Regions from separate parts of the Sus scrofa genome. Here region 1 is linked to region 2. The links are chromatin contacts, called in public promoter capture Hi-C maps. All regions are on one chromosome and are shown on one strand. Each heading gives the region's core, a stretch centred on a gene start, on an enhancer-like site or on the middle of the called end of the contact. The rest is flanking DNA. Distances are from core to core; before and after follow the strand shown.

Region 1 (5,768 bases), core at 106-2,605, 130 kb after region 2:
CTTCTTCTTCTTTTTTTTTTTTTTTTTTTTTTGGCAGTGCCCACAGGCATGTAGGAGTTCCTGGGCCAAGGATTAAAACCGTGCCACAGCAGTGACAACACCCGATCCTTAACCCCTAGGCCACCAGGGAACTCCCAAGAGCATCTTTTTTAAACACTGATTTTTCTTTTAAACTTCTGTGCCTGGAAATGTGGTATAAGTCAAATCCCTGAGCAGGTTAAACCTCTGACAAGAGAGGGAAAGCATCCCAGCCAATGGGAAACCCTGCTGGTGATGTACTGCTCTCCAGTTCTGATTCATTGGCCGCCTAGGGTTTGTCATTGTATCCCTGGCGTCTGCAAACGGCGTGGGTCGGGTTGTCTGCAGTCTAGCTAGCTAAACTGGATTCTGGCCACCTGCACGTGCAACTGGGTTTAACAGATCTCTAAATTTTCATAGCAGCAGCTGCCACATTTTTGATAATCCTCCAGATTTTGAAAAATCCTTCGTTCCTTTAACCTCACTGGAGGTGGTTGGATGTCCCCTGTGACAGAATCACGTGACTGTCTAATAAGTGCAAATAAATACAATGTGGAACCCCACGAGCTACAGACGAAAAACCACCAGAAACTCAGAGCATGTGCCTTGTGCGTGTATCAGGGGCACTCGCGTGTGGGTGGGTGGTAGTAGGGTGAGAGTGTTGCTGCCCTTTGGGACCCGAGATGTGTGGCTAGAGCACCTGCGTAGGTCTCCCGAGGTCGCTGGGGCAAGGATGGCTCCGGAAGTGTGGAGGCTTGAGGGAGAGGGATCTGGCGGTGGCCTGACAACAAGCATGCCTTAGAGCCGCAGCAGCTAGGCCGCGATCAGGCCGCAACTGTAAGGGAGAGAAGTCGACAGCACAAGGTCGGTCCTCGGCCTCTGTAGACTGCGTCTTCCCCGGGAATGGGGTATCTATCTGCAGACAGACGGTAGCCCAGCGAAAGGAGGCGCGGACGCCCTAGGGGGGATGCCGAGTCCGGGCTCGGAGAGTATCCCCATTCCTGAGGCTCATACAGTCACACCTCTGTCCAGTCCCCAGGGCCAGGGCAGGAAGCCCCATGTCCCGGTTCCGTTCCGGGATTCGGACGCTCGTTTGTGGCTCTGCCTAGGGGCCGGGCGGCGAGGCCACTGCTACGAGAGAAGCTGGGTAGGGCAGTGACATCACCTGCACCCCTCCCCCGTTAGCCAGCGCGCGCTGCAGTTCCTGCCCAACGACATCCGGGTCTCTCCAGCTGCTCCGCCGCGCCGCAGCTGTAGGGGCCTCTGAGCCCACGGGGCGGAGCGTGGCAGGCGGAGGCGTGGGGGAGGGGTAGTACGGCACCGTCGTGAGCGCGCCTGCGCGGGGACGCGCTGGAGGCGGCGGCGGCGGCGGCGGCGCTAGGGGCGGGAGCGCGCGCGGGAGCGAGGGAGCTGTGGTCTCCGCACTGGCCCGGCCCGCAGCTTCGGGTGCTCCGGCAGCGGCAGCTCGGCAGCCGGTGGTTGGGGAGGGGGGTGGGGGGGCGCTAAGGCAGGTGGGGTGCGTAAGCGATGAATCTTCGGCTCTTCCTCCTCCTCCTCCGGGACCCGCTCTCCGCCTCCCGCTCCAACGCCCGGATGATCTGAGCCGCGAGGGCGCCGAGAGCCGGGGGCCCGGACGCAGCCCGGCTCCTCCCCTCCTCCGCCCCCTCCCCGGCCTGACCTGGCCGGCCGCCGCCGCGGTGACCCCCTTCCCGCCCCCTCCCCGGCCGCCGCAGCCTCGGCCGACCAGGGACCTGCCTGCCCGCGGCTGCTCCGGGTAAGCGCGACGCTGGGGCCGAGGGCGGGCGGGCGGCGCGGGCCTGCGCGGCAGCGGCCAGGCCTAAAGCCTGGGGCCTGTAAACAAGCCGGGCGTCTGCCCGGGCGCTCCCGGGAGGAGACGCGACAACTCCACCCCCTGGCCCGGCCTCCTCCCCCGAGCCGGGCGGCGGACTACGAGGGGTTAACGTTCTGCGAGGGCGGTGGCGGGCAGGCGGGGGCGGGGTGTTTGTGGCGGCTGCGCGGGGAGGGGGCGCGACCCTCCGGGTGCAGATGCCGGGCGGGGTGTTTGCGGCCGCTCGGCCGGGTAGGGCCGTCGGCGGGCCAGGCCTGCCCCGACCGGAGATGAACCCGCGGAACTTTCCCTGAGCGGGGAGGGGGCGTACGGCGCCCCCAACCGCCCGGCCACCCCGGGCTCCAGCCCCTGGAGGGAGGCCGCGAGAAAGAAGAGGAGAAGCTTCCTTTGGACCGGACTTGGCCTTGAAACACCAAATTCTGGAGAGTTTTTGCTTCAGGTTTTATAGAGGGTAGAGCTTAGAGTGAGGCTTTTTTAGAACTCAAGTCAGTGATACCTCCAATTCATTCATTCCTAAAGCATTGAACAAATTCATTGAAGTAAATGGTACTGATTTCTTTTCGTCTTTTAAACCGTGTTAATTGTGTGAGTAAAAGTTCTTGATGCTAGAGTTTGGTCGAGGTATGATACTTTTCTGCTTGTAGATTTTTAATATTTTCTTGAAAGACTGCTGGCTCTGGAGGGCCTCTACCAACAGCGGTTTTAGATATGTTTTGAAAATTTCATCGCTTGAGGTATTTCTTTTTTTTTCCTCAAGCACCGCATGGTACTTAAAAATTTACAAAGGTCGTACTTAAGTTGTCCAAGCCAAGAAAGCTATTCGCCCTGTCCACCCCAACCCTAAATTTCCTGCTGATTGGTGTAATGAGCCGAATGCATTTTAAGTGAAGTGATTGGAAGAGTATGGGCAATGTAAAAAAATCTATGTTATTATTTTCTCAAAGTAAATGATTTTGACATTATTGAAGAAAATTAGAAATTTAAAAATATTTTGAGGAAAAAGGCTTAATCATTTCAAACTTGCACGTTGTGATTTTAAACACAACTGCTTTTTAGGTGCAAAGAGCTCTGAAGAGTCAGAGGGTTGATTTAACAGTGCTCTGCTGAACCTTTAGGGGTCCCAGAGCTCTCCGGAATCCAGCAGGGCTTGCTCTCCAACTGCTATTTAACTCGAACAACTTCACTTTTATATATTTATCTTTTTACATATTGGGCCTTTTCCAAAGTGTAGTTCTGTAACTCTTTACAGTTTAGGAAACTGACAAGAGCCATAGTGACCCACCCCATTAACTGTTTTATAAGCATAGATGTTACTTCATTGATTTAATGTTTCTTTTGCCAATAGTTTGAAGCACAAAGTAACAGTCCTTGTTTAATGTTTTAGTTCTGTTCTAATGTGTAACTCACATGTATCTGTTTAATCATTTAATGATATAGGGACAATTACTTTTAACCTGCAAGTTACAGCAATACCGCATTATGGAAATTATAATGAACTGCACATGGGAGTTGCTTAAGACTTTTTTTTTTTTTTTTTTTTTCTTTTTAATGCTTCACCTGCAGCATATGGAAGTTCCCAGGTTGGGGGTCGAAGGGGAGCTGCAGATGCCAGACACAACCAAGGTAACACCAGATCAGAGCCCCATCTGTGACCTACACTGCAGCTTGCAGCAACACCAAATCCTTAACCCGAGTGAGGGCAGGGACTGAACCCACATCCTCACCAATCCTAGTCAGTTCTTAATCCACTGAGCCACAACGGGAACTCTATCTTAAGACTTTTTTGATTAGATATCATTAAACATTTTTCATATTGGTGAAGTAGTTATATCATGGGAGAGGTATATTAAAACTGGTAAAGTTTGGCTATCTACCTCAGATATATTTGAAAAAAAAATGGTTGAATGCTGGTATCATCAGGATTTTTTTTTTCATGGGACGTGTGTGTGTTAACATATAATATAAAAGTGGTTTATATTTTAGTTTGAAGAGCTAAAACGATGTCCATAATTACAGTATAAGCTGTTGAAGGGAATAGTGCACTAGGGGATAAGAATTATTTAGTCATGGCTATGCTCCAAAATATCAGCAAAGCCAAAGGGGTAGATTATATTGTCAAATGTACTATATACAGTTGTTACATTTTTTTATTCTCTTAACATTATTCAATATGCTTTGACTAAATGCCTGTTACGTGCCAGGCACTTAGGTCTTTCAGCATTCTGAAGCTGATTTTCTTCCTGGATTGTATCTTACTTAAAAGAAATTTTAAGTTGGTCAGTATTGTTAAGAAAAGGTATTTCTGTAGGTAGCCTTTATGGATTTTTTTTTTCTGTTGGGAGTGGGAAGTCTAGAAAAACTCTTGGGAGGAAGGCAGATAGAGATTCCACAGAGACAAAGGGTGGTTGAGACTACAGGTTTGAACAAGCACAGACCCTTGGTAGTTTGACGTGAAGGGCATTTTAAGATCACATTGTGAAGGTTTTTGTGTCAGTTCAAGCTGGGTCTTGCTTATCTTGACTTGTTAATAAACCTTCACTTGAAAATTTGTTCTCTGATACAGGGTTGTTCCCCCCCCCAAAGAAATTTGTAGTAACATCATATTGTCACAAGATAAATATTGTCAAGCAGTAACTGAAAACCTACAGTCTTTAAATTTGTTGAGATAACACATAGACTGTTATATGTGTTTTTATTATAGTGGCTAACAGCATGTGTAGCTAATTCTAGTTCAACTATGAGTGCTTATTTATTTAATAATTTGAAACTAAAGACTGGCATGTGTCCATAGAGAGCTTGTTATCCCTGAAATGCTCATGCATGAGAGCTGGATTAATTTCTTATGATGTGAATTTGTGATCATGTAGAAATAATTATAAGGTGATATTTGATCCCTTGAATGGCTGACTTTTGCCTGGGCACCTGACTCTGGGTGATACTCTTGACTACTCTCCATCCTTAGTCAAATCAGAGGAAAGAAGCAGCTTTGTAAGAAAATTGGCTCAAGTAGAGTCCTAGAGTTAAAAGATGATATAACAGGGTGTGGCCCAGAGAAGTATGTGGACCTTGGGGGAAGGGAAAGGTGTTATGAGGCAACTGGGTAAAAGTTTGCACCTTCCTGTACCTAAGGTAGTAACTTTATGCCAGAATGTGTTCTGTCTTCCATCTCATATGTGTTGGTGATGAAATTTTAAAAATTGAGTTACTTTATTTTTTCACTATTAGCCTGAAAGTTTTATGAATTTGTACCAAAGATTATTAACCACTCTTACATGAAAGTAGCTTGGGTTAAATTACATCAGAATCAAAAGGTTGATTACCTATATTCTTTGTTCCTTTGTTCTTTCCAGTGTCTGATGTGCCCCATGGATGTTTTTATTTTATGAGTCTCCAGAATATATTCCTTGATGATTTTAACCTTTGTATGTCCTAGCTGTCTAGGTAATAAATAGATTTTTATGATTATTTATGTAATAAATAGAGTTTTATAGTTCTTAATGTGGTTATTTGGACTCCATTGATTTTGTTTATGTAGTATTCATATTTAGGATTTGGATTGAAAGTCTGGATTTTTCTGGCCAATGTCATTTGAATTAAGATCTTAAGATACCAAACTACTTCTAGATATGGAAGAAATTGAATAATAAAAGCTGTAATTTATTGACCTTTTGCTTGTGGCAGGCTTTAATTTTCACCTCAATGTTCTAAAGCATATGATGTTATCTCTTTGTTACAGATGTAGAGATGTAGGCTAAGCAACATGCCAGAAATCAGATCTGTAGATTAAAAATTATTTCCAAGATATTCCTAGAGTAGACTTCTCACAATTAGATTAGCCTTGTTCCTAGGAAGCAAAATATGAAAAGCTGAATGTTAACACTTCTGATTCAGATTCCTAGAA
Region 2 (5,746 bases), core at 2,234-4,733:
CTGCACAGTTTTCAAAAAAGACTGAATCTTGAAAGTTAACTAATATTCCTAATTATGGAAGGAAGGAAAAGACGTCCTGGGCAAAGGAGAGGGTATGAGCATAGGCGCCCAGAAGGAGAAGCACAGGATGTGTTTGTGGGGCATGGGTCGAGAGTTCTAGAGGATGTTTGGTGATTTGAAGAAGTGTCAAAATGTTATATGTAAAATACATACAAACACAGCCTAATGTGTATGACTTCTGAAATTTTTTACTTATGCACACAGTACGACTATGTATACACACAAATATGCATCCTTGTTTTTAAAAGTACGAAAGAAGTCATCAGTGTGTTTATTTTACTTTTCAATATATTGTGAGCATCTGTCCGTGTTTCTGTAACAACAGTAGATCTTCTTCAGGATATTTCACTGTTTGAAATATAATCACACAGTATTCCATCAAATGGGTAAGAACATTTAAATTAAATTTACAGACGACTCAGAAGTACTCAAAGGTAGATGAACATGAGTAGTAACGTGCAGCCAAATCATAAGTATCTTCAGTTTCTGGCTTCCTTTCCCAGAGAGCTGTCTCACTTGTTCCTGATTTGCCTCCATGGAGAAGGGACCAGCTTTTTTACCTGATGCCCTGGAGAAATTTCAGACACAAAATGCCTAGAAATTTCTAGGTTTATCAAGATGCCCTGGTCATCCATCCAACCTCATTTTCCTGTGTGATAGCATCTTCCCTAGATAATTGAAATCAAAATGTTTACCCACGCCCACAGGAACATACTCTTACTTACCTACTGAGTAGAGAATTGAACTATCAATCAATAAAGTTCCATTTCTGGGTTTTGTTTTTGTTTTTGTTTTGTTTTTTTGCCAAGCACACAGAAGTTTCTGGGCCAGGGATCAAACCCAAGCACAGTGACAACTCCAGATCCTTAACCACAAGGCCACCAGGAAGCTCCCGGCCCTGTGGTAGTATTCTGTTGTACGTACTTGTAGGGCTGTCATATGAGTAAAAGCTATGACTTACTGTGTAGAACTAAGACAGAAGCTAGAAGATACGCGATGGTAAGTTTTTATAGTATAAAGAACTTTCCAATGGTGTAAAAAGAGGTACTTCAAAGTAGTAATTCTTAATAATGACCAAAAACCTTTCGTGATGCCCAAAAGCTCTCTCCAGGACTCATATTAGTTGGGTAGAAGTGAATTGCAGAAAGACTCTTTTAAGAAAGTTTGGAAGAAAGTTTACTTTAAGATAGCTTGAATTTTCTGTGTATGGTAAAATACATACAACATAAATATTATCATTTTAACCATTTCTAAGTATAGATTTCAGTGGTATTCAGTACATTCACATTATTGTGCAAACATCATTACCATCTATTCCTGTGTGACTCTTCTCATTTTGTAAAACTGTATACCCATTAAACAATAACTACCCATTCTTCTCTCCCTTTAGCTTGTGGTGACCACCATTGTGCTTTCTATCTAGGATTTTGACTACTTTTAAGTACCTTATATAAATGGAATCATACAGTATTTATTTTATTGCAATTGGCTTATTTTACTTTGCATACTACCCTAAAGGTTCACCTATGATGTAGCATATTTCAGGATTTCCTTCCTTTTTAGGGGCAAATAATATTCCATTACATGACTATACCATGAATAGATGTTTATCTATTCATCCTTCAGTGGACACTTGAGTTGCTTCCACATTTTAGTTATTGTGAAAAAATGCTACCATGGACATACAAATTGTTTGGAGTCCCTGCTTTCAGTTCTTTGGGGTATATATCCAGAAGTGGAATTGTAAGGTCATGGTAATTTGATTTTTATTTTTTTGAGAAACTGTCATACTATTTTCCATAGCAGTTGTACCATTTTACCTATCCACAAATAGTACACAAGGGTTCCCGTTTGCCCACATCCTTGCCAACATGTATTTTCTATATTTTTTGATCGTATCTATCCTAATGAATGTGAGGTGGTATCTCATATTTTTGATTTGCATTTATCTAATATTAGTGATATTGAGCATTTTTTCATGTGCTTATTGCCATTTGTATATCTTCTTTGGGGAAATGTCTATTCAAGTTCTATGTTAATTTTTGAATTAAATTGTGTTTCTGTTCTTGAGTTTTAGGAGTTCTTTATGTATTATGGACATTCATTTCCTATTTTCTTTCCCATTCTGTGGATTGCCTTTTCATTCTGTTGATAGTGTCTTTTGATACACACAACTTTTCAATTTTTGTGAAGTCCATTTTGTCCATTTTTTCCTGTGCTACGGGTACCTTTGGTGTCATGACCAAGAAGTCATCGCCAAATCTAATGTTAAAAGCTTTATGCTATGTTTTCTTCTAAGGGTTTTTTTTTGCTTTAGGTCTTATACACAAGTCCTTGATCCATTTTGAGTTAATTTTTTAGTTAGGCAAGGATCTAACTTTATCTTTTTACATGTGGATACCCAGTTTTCCCAGCTCTATTTGTTGCAGACTGTTTTTTCCTCATTGAACAGTTTTGGCACCCTTCTCAAGTATTTGACTATATACATGAGAATTTATTTCTGCACTCTATTCTAATCTGTTGGTCTATTTGCCTCTATGAAGATGCCTTTAAACTTAATTTTTCTTTTCTAACTTTACATATAACTCCTGAGACAATGCTTTGCTGGCTGATCTTGTGACAGGCACTGTTTTTCAAGAGTATATCCCAGGAAAGGGGAAACTTGAAGAGAAGAGAATCTATATTATTTGATCCATAGATTTTTATGTCCCTTAAATGAAAATAATGTAGACTAAAGCATTTATGAGTACTACTATGATTTCAGGTTTTCTTGGTTCTGGTAGATTTTGGAAACTGACAACAGAAAGATTAAAAATTGAGTCATGAAGTGGTCTGAAGTAGGCATGTAATCTAACCCTCAGAGTCTTTTGATTTCTAGTTTATTGTTCTTCCGACTACAGGTTGAGCTACCAATGGCTTTTTATTGAAATGCTACTATTTTAGCAGTGTCTGACTTTTTAAATTATCCCCGAATCGTAAGTTTACTGTAATTGTTAAATGCTGTGACTTAGACTTAGTATTTCAATTTTCTACTTCTGTTTCCATTTCAATGCATAGGAATTGTAGATAATATCCTTACTGTATAGAGCAAGGATTGGCAAACTGTAGCCCACAGGCTAAATCTGGCCGACAGCCTCTTTGGGTAAATACGGTAAAGTTATATTAAAACATAATTACTAATACCCACTTATGTGTGTATTAAGTCTGGCTGCTTTTCTGCAACACCAGCTGGGTTGAGTAATTCTTACAGAGACCATATGGTCCACAAAGCCTAAAATATTTACTCTTTGGCCCTTGTAGAAAAATTTTCCTCATCCTTGTAATAGAGGAAAAAGTTAAAAAACAAACAGCAGAAGCACTCAGGGAAATGATCAGTTAAACCACTAGCAGAGTTGAGTTGAGAGTACTGACTTTTTGAACTCTCCTTTGACTTTGAAGTCTGAAAATGTGAGTTACATAAGAAATTGCAAGTTTATCTAAGTTCTAGGTAAATTAATAGTGAATGTGATTTCTTTTCAAATAAAAAACAGCTTAGCAACTGTTAATTTTGTGCCAAGTATGTGTCAGGCAATGGAAAGGAACTAGAGAAGTGAAGTTACAAACCCTGCTCTTAAAGGAACTAAGAGAAATGTGGGATTTTTCTCCCCCATGTTTTAAGTATGACATTTTCAAATAGCGACTTTTTTCTTTTTCTTAGAGACTGCTGTGTTACAGAAAAGGATGTGACTTTCAGAATAATCCTGAATGAGAAGGATGAGTCCAGATGTTCCTCTGCTGAATGATTACAAACAGGACTTCTTTCTGAAGCGCTTTCCACAGACTGTTCTTGGAGGCCCTCGACTCAAATTAGGCTATTGTGCCCCTCCTTACATATATGTTAATCAGATTATCCTTTTTTTGATGCCATGGGTTTTGGGTGGAATAGGAACACTTTTGTACCAATTTGGCATCCTGGAAGATTATTATACAGCAGCACTTTCAGGTGGACTGATGCTTTTCACTGCATTTGTCATCCAGTTCACAAGTAGATATGCCAGAAACAAATCGGTGACAGTAGAAAGAATGCTAACCACAAATATCTTAGCAGAGGAAGACGAGCATGAATTTACGAGTTGTGTTGGTGCTGAGACCATCAAATTTCTAATTCCTGGCAAAAAGCATATAGTCAATACAGTTTTTCATTCTGTTCTTGCTGGGTTAGTGTGTGGTCTTGGAACATGGTATTTGCTCCCAAATAGAGTAACACAGCTGTATGGCAGTGCAGGAGGCACTGTTCTACTATTTGTCTTTGGATGGATGACATTGTGTATAGGAGAATATTCATTAATTGTAAACACAGCTACAGAGACTGCGACTTTCCAAACCCAGGATACTTATGAAATCACTCCTCTTATGAGACCACTTTATATTTTTGTCTTTGTTTCTGTAGATCTTGCACACAGGTAATAAGCTGTCAAATACTTTCAACTTACTTTACTATTAAATTTGTATAGTAAGAGCACTCTTCTTAGTATTAAAAAAACAAAGAGTCTATGAATTAAAAGTAACCAAACTATTGGGTGAATCTGTGAATTGAAAGTAAACCATTATTTTGATGATTAATCACTTAGGACTAATCTCTGTTAAACATTCATCCTGAAGCAGTAATTAAATCTTATTGAAGAGTAAAAAGAAAACTGTTTATAAGATAAATCAGCAAAATTTCAATCCTGTGTTTTACTTTGAATAAGGAGCTATGGCTCTATAAGACATCTGAGCTAAAACCTGTGAAAGGAGATGGAATATCTCTGTGAGGGGAAAATGAAGAATTTAAAATGTTTTCACATAAATACTATACATAGATTGAGTGGATTTAAGATAAAGAGAATACCTTATTTAATTTTGTTATAGTAGCTTTATAGAATAATGATTTTTTTTAAATCAATTTGCTATAGGAGTAAAATAGAAAATAGCAATTTTAAACAGAATTGTTTGGTGACTCCTTTTGCTTGGCTTTTTTTTTTTTTTTTTTTTTTTTTTTAATCATCTTTTTAGGGCCTCACCTGCAGCATATGGAGGTTCCCAGGCTAGGTGTCAGATCGGAGCTGTAGCTGCCAGCCTACACCACAGCCACAGCAACTAAGAATCTGAACCATGTCTGCGACCTACACCACAGCTCCCACAACTCACGGCAGTGCTGGATCCTTAACCCACTGAGCAAGACCAGGAATCAAACCTCCATCCTCATGGATACTAGTCAGATTCATTTCCACTGAGCCACAACGGGAACTCCTTTTTTGCCTTTTCTAAATCTGACCTTTCTCTGTTCTATAGATTGCAGCTTTCTTTTTCACAGGTTAATGTGAAATGTACAGGCAACCTTGTATGTTTGAGCCCTCCATTCATATGTTAAATCTCTGATCTCTGGTGTGGTAGTATTTGGAGTCTTTGGGAGCTAATTAGGACAATGAGGGTGGGGCCCTGGTCTGATGGGATTAGTGCCCTTATAGGAAGAGACACCAGCGAGCCTGTTTTGTCCCTCTGACATATGAGATAAAGTGAGAAGGCTGCTAGCTGTCTGCAAGCCAGAAAGCGTTTTTATCATACCCAGATCATGAGGGCACTCTAATCTCAGACTTCCAGATCCTAGATCTGTGAGAAATTAATTTCCATTGTTTAAATCACCCAGTCTATGGTATTTCATTAT

The links. Promoter capture Hi-C pulls out the DNA fragments that hold promoters and counts their contacts.
Region 1: a promoter capture Hi-C map of liver shows a contact between it and region 2, with 2.1 times the contacts expected there. The contact joins the promoter of PPM1A here to the enhancer-like site in region 2. A contact is called at or near these places in 1 of 5 promoter capture datasets (liver), 11 of 47 Hi-C or Micro-C datasets (alveolar macrophages, fetal heart ventricle, fibroblasts and 6 more) and 2 of 2 datasets of contacts at active chromatin or transcription factors (alveolar macrophages and skeletal muscle).

The regions. Positions count from the first base shown.
Region 1 is chr1:189,247,619-189,253,386 of Sscrofa11.1, forward strand. PPM1A (protein phosphatase 1A) reads left to right here and starts at 1,356. Exons shown (of 6, transcript XM_021062341.1): 1 at 1,356-1,792. LOC110259569 (basic proline-rich protein-like) reads right to left here and starts at 3,345. Exons shown (of 5, transcript XM_021085056.1): 1 at 3,341-3,345; 2 at 1,870-2,286; 3 at 1,184-1,835; 4 at 719-853. The coding sequence starts at 3,345.
Region 2 is chr1:189,117,223-189,122,968 of Sscrofa11.1, forward strand. It overlaps PCNX4. Among named protein-coding and RNA genes, the nearest start is that of DHRS7, 51 kb to the right of the region's middle. Within about 2 kb of position 3,484, at least 5 of the 83 cell types and tissues checked have an H3K27ac peak or open chromatin away from gene starts, as enhancers often do. A contact at or near this core is called in liver and omental adipose tissue, where this site is marked.